Regions from separate parts of the Mus musculus genome. Here all the other regions are linked to region 3. The links are chromatin contacts, called in public Hi-C and promoter capture Hi-C maps. All regions are on one chromosome and are shown on one strand. Each heading gives the region's core, a stretch centred on a gene start, on an enhancer-like site or on the middle of the called end of the contact. The rest is flanking DNA. Distances are from core to core; before and after follow the strand shown. Region 1 holds the start of Gp9 (glycoprotein 9 (platelet)). Region 2 overlaps Efcc1 (EF hand and coiled-coil domain containing 1). Region 3 holds the start of Arhgap25 (Rho GTPase activating protein 25).

What was found. Promoter capture Hi-C pulls out the DNA fragments that hold promoters and counts their contacts. A called contact is a pair of places that touch in the nucleus more often than the background predicts.
Region 1: a contact with region 3 is called in a promoter capture Hi-C map of the HPC-7 cell line. The contact joins the promoter of Gp9 here to the promoter of Arhgap25 in region 3. A contact is called at or near these places in 4 of 39 promoter capture datasets (the 3T3-L1 cell line, 3T3-L1-derived adipocytes, the HPC-7 cell line and 1 more) and 1 of 115 datasets of contacts at active chromatin or transcription factors (microglia).
Region 2: a contact with region 3 is called in a Hi-C map of the G1E-ER4 cell line, with 2.6 times the contacts expected there. The contact joins the enhancer-like site here to the promoter of Arhgap25 in region 3. A contact is called at or near these places in 3 of 484 Hi-C or Micro-C datasets (the G1E-ER4 cell line, embryonic stem cells and nephron progenitors) and 6 of 115 datasets of contacts at active chromatin or transcription factors (bone marrow-derived dendritic cells, bone marrow-derived macrophages, embryonic stem cells and 2 more).

What each region holds. Positions count from the first base shown.
Region 1 is chr6:87,776,438-87,779,908 of GRCm38.p6, forward strand. Gp9 (glycoprotein 9 (platelet)) reads left to right here and starts at 1,633. Exons shown (of 2, transcript NM_018762.2): 1 at 1,633-1,739; 2 at 2,556-3,325. The coding sequence starts at 2,568. The coding sequence ends at 3,101.
Region 2 is chr6:87,739,238-87,742,724 of GRCm38.p6, forward strand. The region is part of intron 2 of Efcc1 (EF hand and coiled-coil domain containing 1); the gene reads left to right. It overlaps Gm34414 (a long non-coding RNA gene), which reads right to left. Exons shown (of 3, transcript XR_003956327.1): 3 at 1,799-3,487. Among named protein-coding and RNA genes, the nearest start is that of Gm34414, 9.7 kb to the right of the region's middle. Within about 2 kb of position 1,429, at least 21 of the 459 cell types and tissues checked have an H3K27ac peak or open chromatin away from gene starts, as enhancers often do. A contact at or near this core is called in the G1E-ER4 cell line, where this site is marked.
Region 3 is chr6:87,531,885-87,535,339 of GRCm38.p6, forward strand. It overlaps Arhgap25 (Rho GTPase activating protein 25), which reads right to left and starts at 1,375. Exons shown (of 11, transcript NM_001037727.2): 1 at 942-1,375. The coding sequence starts at 1,002.

The DNA of each region.
Region 1 (3,471 bases), core at 383-2,882, 240 kb after region 3:
TGCCGTTGCTGTTGCTGCTGCAACTGTTATTGCTAAAAATAAGGAAGTCTTAGGAACCTGAACAGGCCTGGTCAGGAGCACAGCCTGGGCGCTGTAGACCCCCATTCACCCAGGGACTCTGGCCCCACCTTGAGGAAAAACCAGCTACCCTGAAGATGGGCAGATCCGTGAAGATTCCTGATGCCCAAGGCTCTACCATAAAGGGAAGAAACACTCACAGAGGCTGAGGCCAATCAGGGGCAGAGTCCTCACAAGAGTATGAAGGTAGGTTCCAGGCAGGTAGGACTCAGGGGCCAGAGGGGACCCAGCCAGCCCTGGGGAACCAGAGCTCACCCAGTGAGAGTTCTGTATATATGCAGCCCCTATTCTGAGAGCAGAAGTGGACAGATGCTGCAAAGAGAGCATGGGGCTTCAATAGGTCCTGCCACCAGCCTGGTCCAAAGGCCTGTCTGTCTACAGGGGAGGGCAGCAGCTGGCCTGCGAAAGTGGGAGAGGACTGTGTAAGAGAAGGAGGAGGTGCTGTCCACCTCTGCCCTGACCTGGGCCCATATGACTTCTCCATGAAGAGTGCACAGGGATCCAGCAGCAGACCATGTTGGTGGCCTCTGTCCTACTGACACAATATCAGCCTCTGTCCCTGTGCCTTAGATGGTGGCACTGCTGCTCCCTGCCTCAGTTTCCCTCTCCAACTCTACACCCGCCTGAATCTCTCCAGATCAAGGAGCCAGGATACTTTTATTGTGTCTGTTGATCTTGGCCAACACCAGCCGTGACCACAGGGTTGATCAGGGGTCTCTCACTCTCCCCAGTGGTCCATCTTTCCTCCCACAGTCCCAGGAGCCCCAGCTCCTGGACATGTTACTTCAGCCCAGGCTTCACCAGTGGCCCCCGTTCTGTGCCCATGAACTCTGTCATCTGCTAAAAATCCATTGATTTGGTTAATATTCACAACTGTGGGGGTTTTATGATTTGTTTAAAAAAATGCAGATTTGAATTTTAATTGCATAATGATTCTATTTCACCATTAGGTCCGATTTTGATTAATAGCTTGTAATACCAAAACCATTCATTAAACTGAAATGGGAGTGAAAACAGACATCATGCTCAAGTGGAAGAGGCTATAAAAGTAACATGAGATAAATTAGTCTCCTGTCTCCGAGAGGCTCAGCCCTGCAAACCTGCAACTCCGTGAGAAACAGGAAAGAGAGGGGCCCAACAGGTGCAAAAGGCACCATGGAGAGAAAGGAGCCTCCCTCAGCATCTTTAGAGAGAGGGAGGACTATAAATAGACATTCACACCACACCTGGGGAGGTAAAAGCATCAGGACCATCGCCTGAATCTACAAAGGAAAACTCACAGCCAGCCATCACTCTCCTCCTCCTCCTCCTCCGGGAAGTCCTCCCCAACTACTAGCACCAGGCAAGGGACACCTTGATTGGCCCACAGACCCATCACACAAGACCACAGGCTGCTTGAGGTACAGAGGTACCCCTCCCTTAAGGTGGGGTTGGTCTACAGTTCTATGTCCAAGGCCCTAGGACTCTGGGTGCCTCCTGGCCCTGACAGGCCCTCGGGGCTGTCTTTAGGGGATAAGCCAGGCTATTTTCACCATTTCCTTCCTCCTGTCAGGCAGCAGCCACACTGCCAGCTCACACAGCTCACACACACCACCACCACCGCAGCCTTGAACAGGATGGTACCAGCCCACAAAAGGTGTGCCCCAGCCAAGGCCTCACAGGTAAGCAGTCTCCTTATTTTCAGCATGACCTCCTGCCTGGTGTCCACTCCAGCTGAGCTGGCAGAAAGAGAGGGGACACGTCTGTCTCTCCCTGGACGATCTCTGCTAAAAGACAGAAAGTGGGGGATCATTTGCTCTAAGTTGTTAACCAGCAACTTGGCTGAATGAAGATTCAGAAGTCATTCAGTGAACACCCCCAGAAGCCTGCTCTGAGGTGGGTCCTGGTAGGAGAGCAGACAAAGGAAACGGCCCTTAGCCCTAAGCCAGGAGAAAGGGCTGCAAGCCAGGCAGACCCACATGGCCATGAGACACTTTCCTGACTCTGGACTTTGCCATGGACTTCTGGGTGAGCCTAGGCAAGTATTTTCCCTCTCTAAGCTTCCCATTCCCAGTTCTGGGCCTTAGCCTAGACAAGTGGCTTTCAAGACAGGTCTATGAGTTCCCCATCAGTGCTGCTGCCCTGCGAGCCCTAAAGGTTTTTTTGAATCAGGCATCATGGGAGAGTGGACACGGTGCTGAACGCATTCCCTGGCCTGACTCCCAGCCCAGGCAAAGGACTGGGTACAGCCCAGAAAGACATTTCCTGTTCTCTGTGGCCAGGGACGAAGACTGGAGTCCCTTAGCAGTCCCCTGTTTCCCTATCTGAGCAGAGGCTTGGATCTCTGCCAGAGACCAAGAAGGCCCTGCTCCTCTCTACCACTCTTCCTGGGCTGTACCCAACACGCTGCTGAGGCCTGGAGAAAAAGTGTAGACCCTGTCCAGCATAGGTATCCTGGCACAGGCTGACAAGCGTTAATCTCATTGCTCTGCCCACAGCCTGCCTCCTGGATGACTACCTGGGGCCTCCTGTTTCTGCTCTGGCCTGCGACCACAGATACTCAGGCTTGCCCCAGGCCCTGTACCTGCCAGTCCTTGGAAACCATGGGGTTAAAGGTGAACTGTGAGGGGCAAGGCCTCACAGCCCTGCCCGTGATACCAGCGCACACTCGCCAGCTCCTGCTGGCCAACAATAGCCTGCGTTCAGTGCCACCAGGTGCCTTCGACCACTTGCCTCAGCTGTGGGACCTGGATGTGACACACAACCCCTGGCACTGTGACTGCAGCCTCACCTACCTGCGCCTCTGGCTGGAGGACCACATGCCCGAGGCCCTAATGCATGTGTACTGTGCCAGCCCTGACTTGGCCACCAGGCGCCCGCTGGGCCAGCTGACAGGTTATGAGCTGGGCAGCTGTGGCTGGAAGCTGCCACCATCCTGGGCCTATCCAGGGGTGTGGTGGGATGTGTCACTAGTGGCTGTGGCTGTGCTGGGCCTGATTCTGCTGGCTGGTCTATTGAACACATTTACAGAGTCCAGGAACTGAGCCTAGCCCATAAAACCAGGGAGAGCCCAGGTCCCCAGAAGCATCAGCCCCAGTCAGCCCATGCCATCAAAAGCCCACAGGGGGCAGGCTGAGGCCGCCTCATGGGCAAAGACACTTGCTGTCCAGTCTAAAGACCTGGGTTTTATCCCCAGGAGAGACCTAAATCTCACCTCCACAGCCTTGCCGTGCACACACACAAATAAATAAATGTAATTTTAAAAGACAATAAACCCTCTACACAGCCTTTATATGACCTCAAAATAGATATTTTCTTAAGTCTGGCTTCTTCTAGAAACCTGGGTTCATTCTGACTTAACCCAGCACTGAGGCTACTCTCTCCTGGAGGCTTCCCACTCAGTCATACAAATCC
Region 2 (3,487 bases), core at 179-2,678, 210 kb after region 3:
CCTTGTGGTCCCCACTGAAGCCCAGGTTCAGCCCTGCCTCGGCTCTGCCTGTTCCCACTCAGTCCATCCTAGCCCTGCACTGCCCATGCATGGCTGTCCTGGCTCCTACTCTCTTCCCAGCTCCCTTCCAGTCACTGACCACATGCTCAGGGCCACGGTGGCCCGAGCACCCAACAGAGCTGGGCGGCTTTCCTAATCACACCCTCTGGAGCCTCTTTGCCATGGCATACATAGCTCCAAGTGACCTGACCTCTGACCTCAGCTCTGCCAGGGCCCACTGCAGTAATCTACCAACACACTCATCCCTTGAGTCCACCACAGCCCTCTGCAGCCCCGAGGTCCGTCTCTGGTGGCCATCACAGATCTCAGCCAGATACCCCATCCCACTACAAGCAGTTCCCTGCGGTCCCTACAGCCTGTCCTTCCCATCCCTTTCTCGTTTTGTGACAATTTCCCTAAGTCTATCTCCCTGAGGCCAGCTAAGCCATGAGGTCTGGGCCCATTCTTGCTAAGGACAGAGCTGCCCCACAATATGTTGTGGAGGATTAGAGGACAGTATTAGCAGTGGGCTGACCAGCTAGCTGGAGGGCCACAGGCCCCCACTGAACCAGAGACTGCACAGCAGAGATGGCCAGAAGACCCCTGGGCTACCCCATGCCGCCTGTCTGTGACTTCTTTTCCACTTCTCTCCAGCGGCAGCCCTGGCCCTCCTTCCTCCTGTTGTTCTCTTGTTTTCACACATAGTCTCAACTTCCGAGAGGCTTCTCAGCTCAGGAAATATCTCACAGGAAAGGAAACCACAGTGTAGAACCCCCAGGACCTCCAGGGAAGGCTGTGGTCTGGCACAAGGATACCTGCCAGCCGAGGGTCTTATCAGCCTTATGGCTTTGTGAAGTTTCCAAGATACAGAGTGGTTCAAAGGGCTGGCAGCTGAGTGGCTGAGAAGGGGCAGACATTGTTTATACCAGGAGAGGCCACGATCAAACGTGGGAAGGTCTCCATGCCTCGTCTTGGCTTTGGAATGGCACAGTCACATGTCCCTTGATTCCAGCCACAGGTTTGCAGTGGGGCTCCAGCAGATGTCGGGGCCAGTCTTCATTTGCTTTTAGATAGAAGACATGATGCTGAATCCAGGTGACCTCAGAAGTAAGGTCACAGTTTATGAGTGACAGGGGGCTCTGCCTGTGGACATGGCCATGCTGTGAACTTCAGGCTGTCTTCACCCTTCCCTTTCAGTAGGTCACAGCCTTGAGTGGCAGGTCCCACCTGCTGGAGAGACCTTGCTGGAACTTGCTATAGACATGGTATGAGTACATGGTAAATTGCTAGAGGTGGCCTAATCCCTCTGGCTGGAGTCTAGTTCTGTGGGGGCTGAGGTGAGTGGAGATGACATAGATGCAGGACAGGAACCAGCATCTCTTACCATCTGCTGTGCATGAGGCAGCATGCCAGAGTTCTTATCTACACCACCTCATTTCTCCCCCAAGTAGTGCTGTAAGTGGTTTAGTAATGATAATACTTCCAGCTGCATGTCACAGAAACCCAATTCATAACAGCATAAGTAATAGCATGTATGGTGACTGGAAAGATGGCTCAGTGGTTAAGAGCACTGGTTGCTCTTCCAGAGGACTGGGGTTCAATGCCTAGCAACCTCATGGCAGCTCACAACAGTCTGTAATTCCAGGATCCAACACCCTCTCACAGACACACATGCAGGCAAAGCACCAGTGCACATAAAATAAAAATTTTAAAATTATTATGACTAAGCAGTGGTGGCATACACCCTGGCACTAGGAAAGCAGAGGCAAGCAAGACCTCAAGGCCAGCCTGGTCTACAGAGTGTGTTCTACAGAGTGAGTTCCAGGAAAGTCAGGCCTACACAAGAAACCGTGTCTTGAAGGGCCAAAAGTAGAAAGGATAAATAATAATAGTAACATCTGTGCCCTCCAATGGAAATCCTGGGGTGAGTGACCCTGACAACTAAGAAATGTCTTCAGAAGCTCTCCTCCTTCCTTAGCTATGAGCCACCTTGCCGGTGAGATGACCACGGGGTCCCAGTGACTGTGGCTCCCCATAGTCCTGAGGGTATCTTTCTGCCCTGGTTTCTCTGAGGACCTCAGGCAGCACTGGACAGATTTTAGCCTGGAAGCCAAAGTGAGGGCATTACTGTTGGTCAAACACATTCTGCTCAGACAAGCTTGGCAGAGAGGGCAGAGACCATCATTTCCCTCATCCAGACAGAATCTAGCCCTCTGCTAGCTTGCCACACTCTACTAAGAATTATTTTTCATTTTCAATGACCTAAAAAAAAAAACTTCAAAAAAGAATATTTCACAGTATGAAAATTTCATGAAATTCTAAATGTTTGTGAAGATTATCTAAGGTTTTCTTAGAACACAACCATGTTTGTCCTTTGAGCACCTCTGAGACTACTTTTGTGTTTCAAAGACCATGTATTATAAGGCCAGGCTTAAAAGCCTGAAATATTCTCAGAAAAAGTTTACCGATTCCTGAGTTAGTGTCAGTGTCTAGCAGAGTACTTTCCCGGCATGTGCTGGCTCTGGGATGCTGACAAACATGACTACATACATGTCATCGCCCTCGTGACTGGTGCCATCATATCCGCCATTAGGGCACCTGTTCATCCTGAGTGGGAAACTTGGATGGGATAGGAATGGTCTTTCTGCTTCTCTTCCCAGTCCTTTTCTTCCTGTGATGTCAGTGGTCACTAGTCTCACACACACACACACACACACACACACACACACACACACACACACCTTCAGTTTCACTGTTCACGGATTCAGTCACCAGTGGCCAATCACAATCTGAAAATGGAAAATGCCAGAAATAAGTAGCTCATAAAGGTCACACTGCACAGTGTTCTGGAAAGTGTGATAAAACCCACAACATCCTGCTGTCGGCCTTCTCTATATCCACGCTGCACGTGCAGCCCTCACGAGTCACTCCATAGCCATCTTGATTGGTTGACGCTGGCTAATTTTACATCAACTTGACACCGCTAGAGTCATCTGGGAGGAGGAACTTGCCCGATGACTGTATGGCATTTTCTTGAGTAGTGACTGATGCAGCTCTCTTTACATGGTGCCACCCCTGGGCAGGTGATCCTGGGTGTCTAAGAAAGCAGGTTGAACAAGCCATAGGGAACAAGTCAGAAACTGTGTTCCTCCACGCCCTCTGCTTCAGTTCCTGTCCTGACTTCCCTCCATGACGGACTGTAAGATGAAATAAACCCTTTTAGCCCCATCTTGCTTTTGGTCAAGTCTTTATCAAAGCAGTAGAGACTGAGGATGGGGCTTATTTTACTGGATGCAGTAACTGTTCCAGAGCAGTGCGAATCAATGCTCTTGACCTCTTACTGCACCTCATTTGTAAACTATACCTTCTCACAGGTCTTCAGAGGAGGAAAATGCCCAGTGAGCTAGCAGCTGCAGGCATCTATGAGGCATGATGAGGAATCCCCCAA
Region 3 (3,455 bases), core at 125-2,624:
CCTAAAATCAAGAAATTTATCTCACTGAGTAGATAGTCGTGTGTGTGTGTGTCTCTGTGTATGTGTGTGTGTGTGTGTGTGTGTGTGTGTGTGTGTGTGTGTGTGTGTGCTTCATCTGACTATGATCAATTTAAAACTAAAGTTTAATAACAGAAGAAATATCAGGTATTCAGGCCATGCCGATAATCTGAGCACTAAAGTAACTCTGTGAATCTAAGTTTCCATAGCAAGTTTCAGGCCAACTAGAGCTACAGAGCGAGAATTCATGGTGCAGGGGGTGGCAAGAAAACAAGACATCTATATAATAGCAAACAATAGATTTGACGAATATATATCACCATTGTTAGAGGAAAATGATATGAACACCTCGAATTATCCTTCATAACTAACTAAAGTCTATCTTTCCCAACTCTCCTGCGTTCTCCCACGTTCTGTTCCTTAGAATAGTGTTATTATACTTCAAAAGCCTCTATTCTCTCACCCTGTTCTCCTTGTCTACTTTTAACTATAGGTAGTCCCTCATTGGCCTCTGGGTTCACAAAAAATGTGACACTCCCTTGAATTCATCCACAGATGAATCACTTCAAAATACTCGAGTCTCTGTCCTCTTACTGAAAGCCATTCAACAGTTAGACGACGTGCCATGCCAGAAAGAACCGACTTTCCAATGACAGAAACAAAATCTCAGTTTTGTGTCCAATGCACAGCCGAAACCATCCAAGTTCCCTTGACCCACATAGTCCACCCCCAGAGAGAAGAGAACCCCCCCAACCCCAGCACACTAGAACTTCTCAGGACTCGTCCACCCGAATGCACATTTCTGCCAAGCTCAGTGTTGTTGTGTGGTGTGCTTTGGCCGACTGAGCTCCCACAACTCAGAATGCAAATAGTGGGTGCTCACGCATAAGAACCCCGAGGAAATACCTGGACCCCGACCTTACCTATTTTTGAAGCCTCCGCTTTCAAATTGAAATCCCAGTTCCTTGGCAGCTTGAGAGACATTTTGCTTCCGAGGTGGGTGAGTAGCTGGTCAAGTGGCTCACAGTGTGTCACAGGCTGTGCCCTTCTTGTTTCTCTGATCTTCACTTCGGTTCCTCTGCCTTCTCTGCCTGTTGCTTGCTTTGCAGGCACTCTTACGCTCCAGACCGATCTGCCCACGTGTCTCCTCCTTTCTCTCTCATGAACCGTCCATCCATCTGTCACTCGGGGATGGCACCCAAACTCCCCAAGTCCCACCCACAGTCCCCCAGGGGCTGGCACCCTGCTTTGCGTTCAGATTTACCAGAAATGTCCCAGTTGACACTGCCTCTTGGGAAGCAGAGCCCTGCTGGGCAGAATCTCAGGCCTTACTGAAGTGAAGTTGTGATAAACAACTGCTTTTTTTTTTCTTAACTGTCTGCTTCCTTGCGTTTTGAGGAAGTGGCTGGCTGTTCAGTGTTGTAGCGTTATGAGCACACTGTCTTCAGAAGATGTTATTTAGAAATCTTTGTAAAGCTAGTGCATGTTTGTGTTATAAGACTGTGGTTTTAATTAAATGGAAAGAGACTCCCAAGGCTCTCGCCATGTGCCTGGACTCCTGTGTTCGCCTCCTTGACTCCAGATTTTGGCGGCTAAAAGAGGCCAGGCAGGCAGCCAGCATTCTGCCCAAGAATGGGCAGCATCTTTAAAAATTCCTGCCGTGAAAGGACCACATAGTTCACACCTGCTTGGGTAGAAGGTTTCCAGCAGGTACTTTGATTCCAGCCAGGCAGAGCCACACAAAGGGTCACTGCTTCTCCCCCCTTGTGTATGCTGTGGCGTTTACAACCAGACCACCATGTGTAAAAAAATTCAGTTTTCCTCCCCTTTTAACAGACTCTTCCTGGGCCTCCACGACTTCTTCAGAGAAACAGGATCCTTAACAACTGTGGGGTAAGGAGTCGTTGCAGAAGCTGGTGGGACAGACTCTTGACACACAGCCAATACCCCACAAGCACTTATTTGACCTTCATTCTATCTAGCCCAGTCTGTGGCAGACTTTTACATCTTCAAATAGGTCACCTTGAGCTAGCGGTTGAGCTGATAGGTCCTCGAACCAGACTGCTGTGTTCAAATTCTCAGGCCGGTTGACTTTGGATGTGGCTCTTGAACCATTATTTTCTGTTTTGATTCCCTCATCTGTAAGTGTAGCACTTAACAGACTGATTTTGCAGGGCTGCTATGAGGTTTCTGCAGGCTCCAAGCCTTCCATGTAATCACCAAGCACACCGCACATGCCTGGGGCCTGGGCCATCTACCTCAGTTCTCCTGGATAACTGCTTTTCAACACCTCCCACGGGCTATGGACAGGTGACCCACCTTCCCGTTACCTGCTGCATGGACCACCTCACCTCTCCCCAGCTCAGCTCCATCTCCTCTTTCTATTTTCTCTTGGATCTTTCCAATCAATATTAGCACTACAATGTTTTTCATATCAAAAAAAATCTCTCTTGACACTACTTCCTCCTTTGGCTATAGACTATTTCTGAGAATTTTTTTTTTAAATTAAGGACTGTTGGACTTACTGTGATCGCTCCTCTTTTTCCTTCCTGGATTTCTCCCATTGAGGCTTTTGCCCCCAGGACCCCATAGAGTGGCTTCTCAAGACACCAACAGCTTTCCTGTCACTGAACCAGGTCTCCATCCTCACCTCTCAGCCTTATCAGCAATGGACAGAGGTGGCCGCTGCCAATTTGTAGAACTCTGTGAACCAGACTGGTTTTCTGCCTCTTTTCCTGGTACTCTATGTCCGGTTTCTCTCTTTATCCTTTCTCTCACTGTAAGTTGGGCTTACAGTGGGTGTAAAGATACATCTTTATCATCTTGATGATCATGGCTGCCCTAAGACTTTAGTTACACCACATAGATAATGGCCCACATATATAATGTATGGATGTTTCCAGACTAGACCACTTTTGAGTTCCAAGTTATGTACATCGTTGCTTTCATCTCTAAGAGGCATCACAGACTAATGTGAACACCTGGGGCCTGAGTGTGCTGACCCAGGGCGTGTCCTTCTCACTGAGAACTAAAGGACCACATGAACAATAAATATATCCCAAGCCTCTGTGCTCATCTTCTCTGCTTATGTTTCATTGGCCAACATGAGTCACATGAGCAAGCACACCAACACAGAGACAGGAAGTACACACAGCAATGAGAGAAAAGGGACTGCCTAGCTTACCCAGCTGCCACCCGGTGCCACAGGGGTGCTGGATTCCTTAACTTTGGCTCAGGCTCTTGGGGACTTTGGAGTCTGTGATCTACAGTACTTCCTGCCTGGCCCAGCACACTGTTCCCTATCTGATAGCCCCCCTGAGCACCATCCTAGTAGCAGCTCCATGTGGAGCTTCAGTCCTGGACCTTTAAGTTAGGAATTCTGACGACATTCTGAAGGTGGCATTTAGAGACACATAGGGAACTTCCTGGACTCTTTG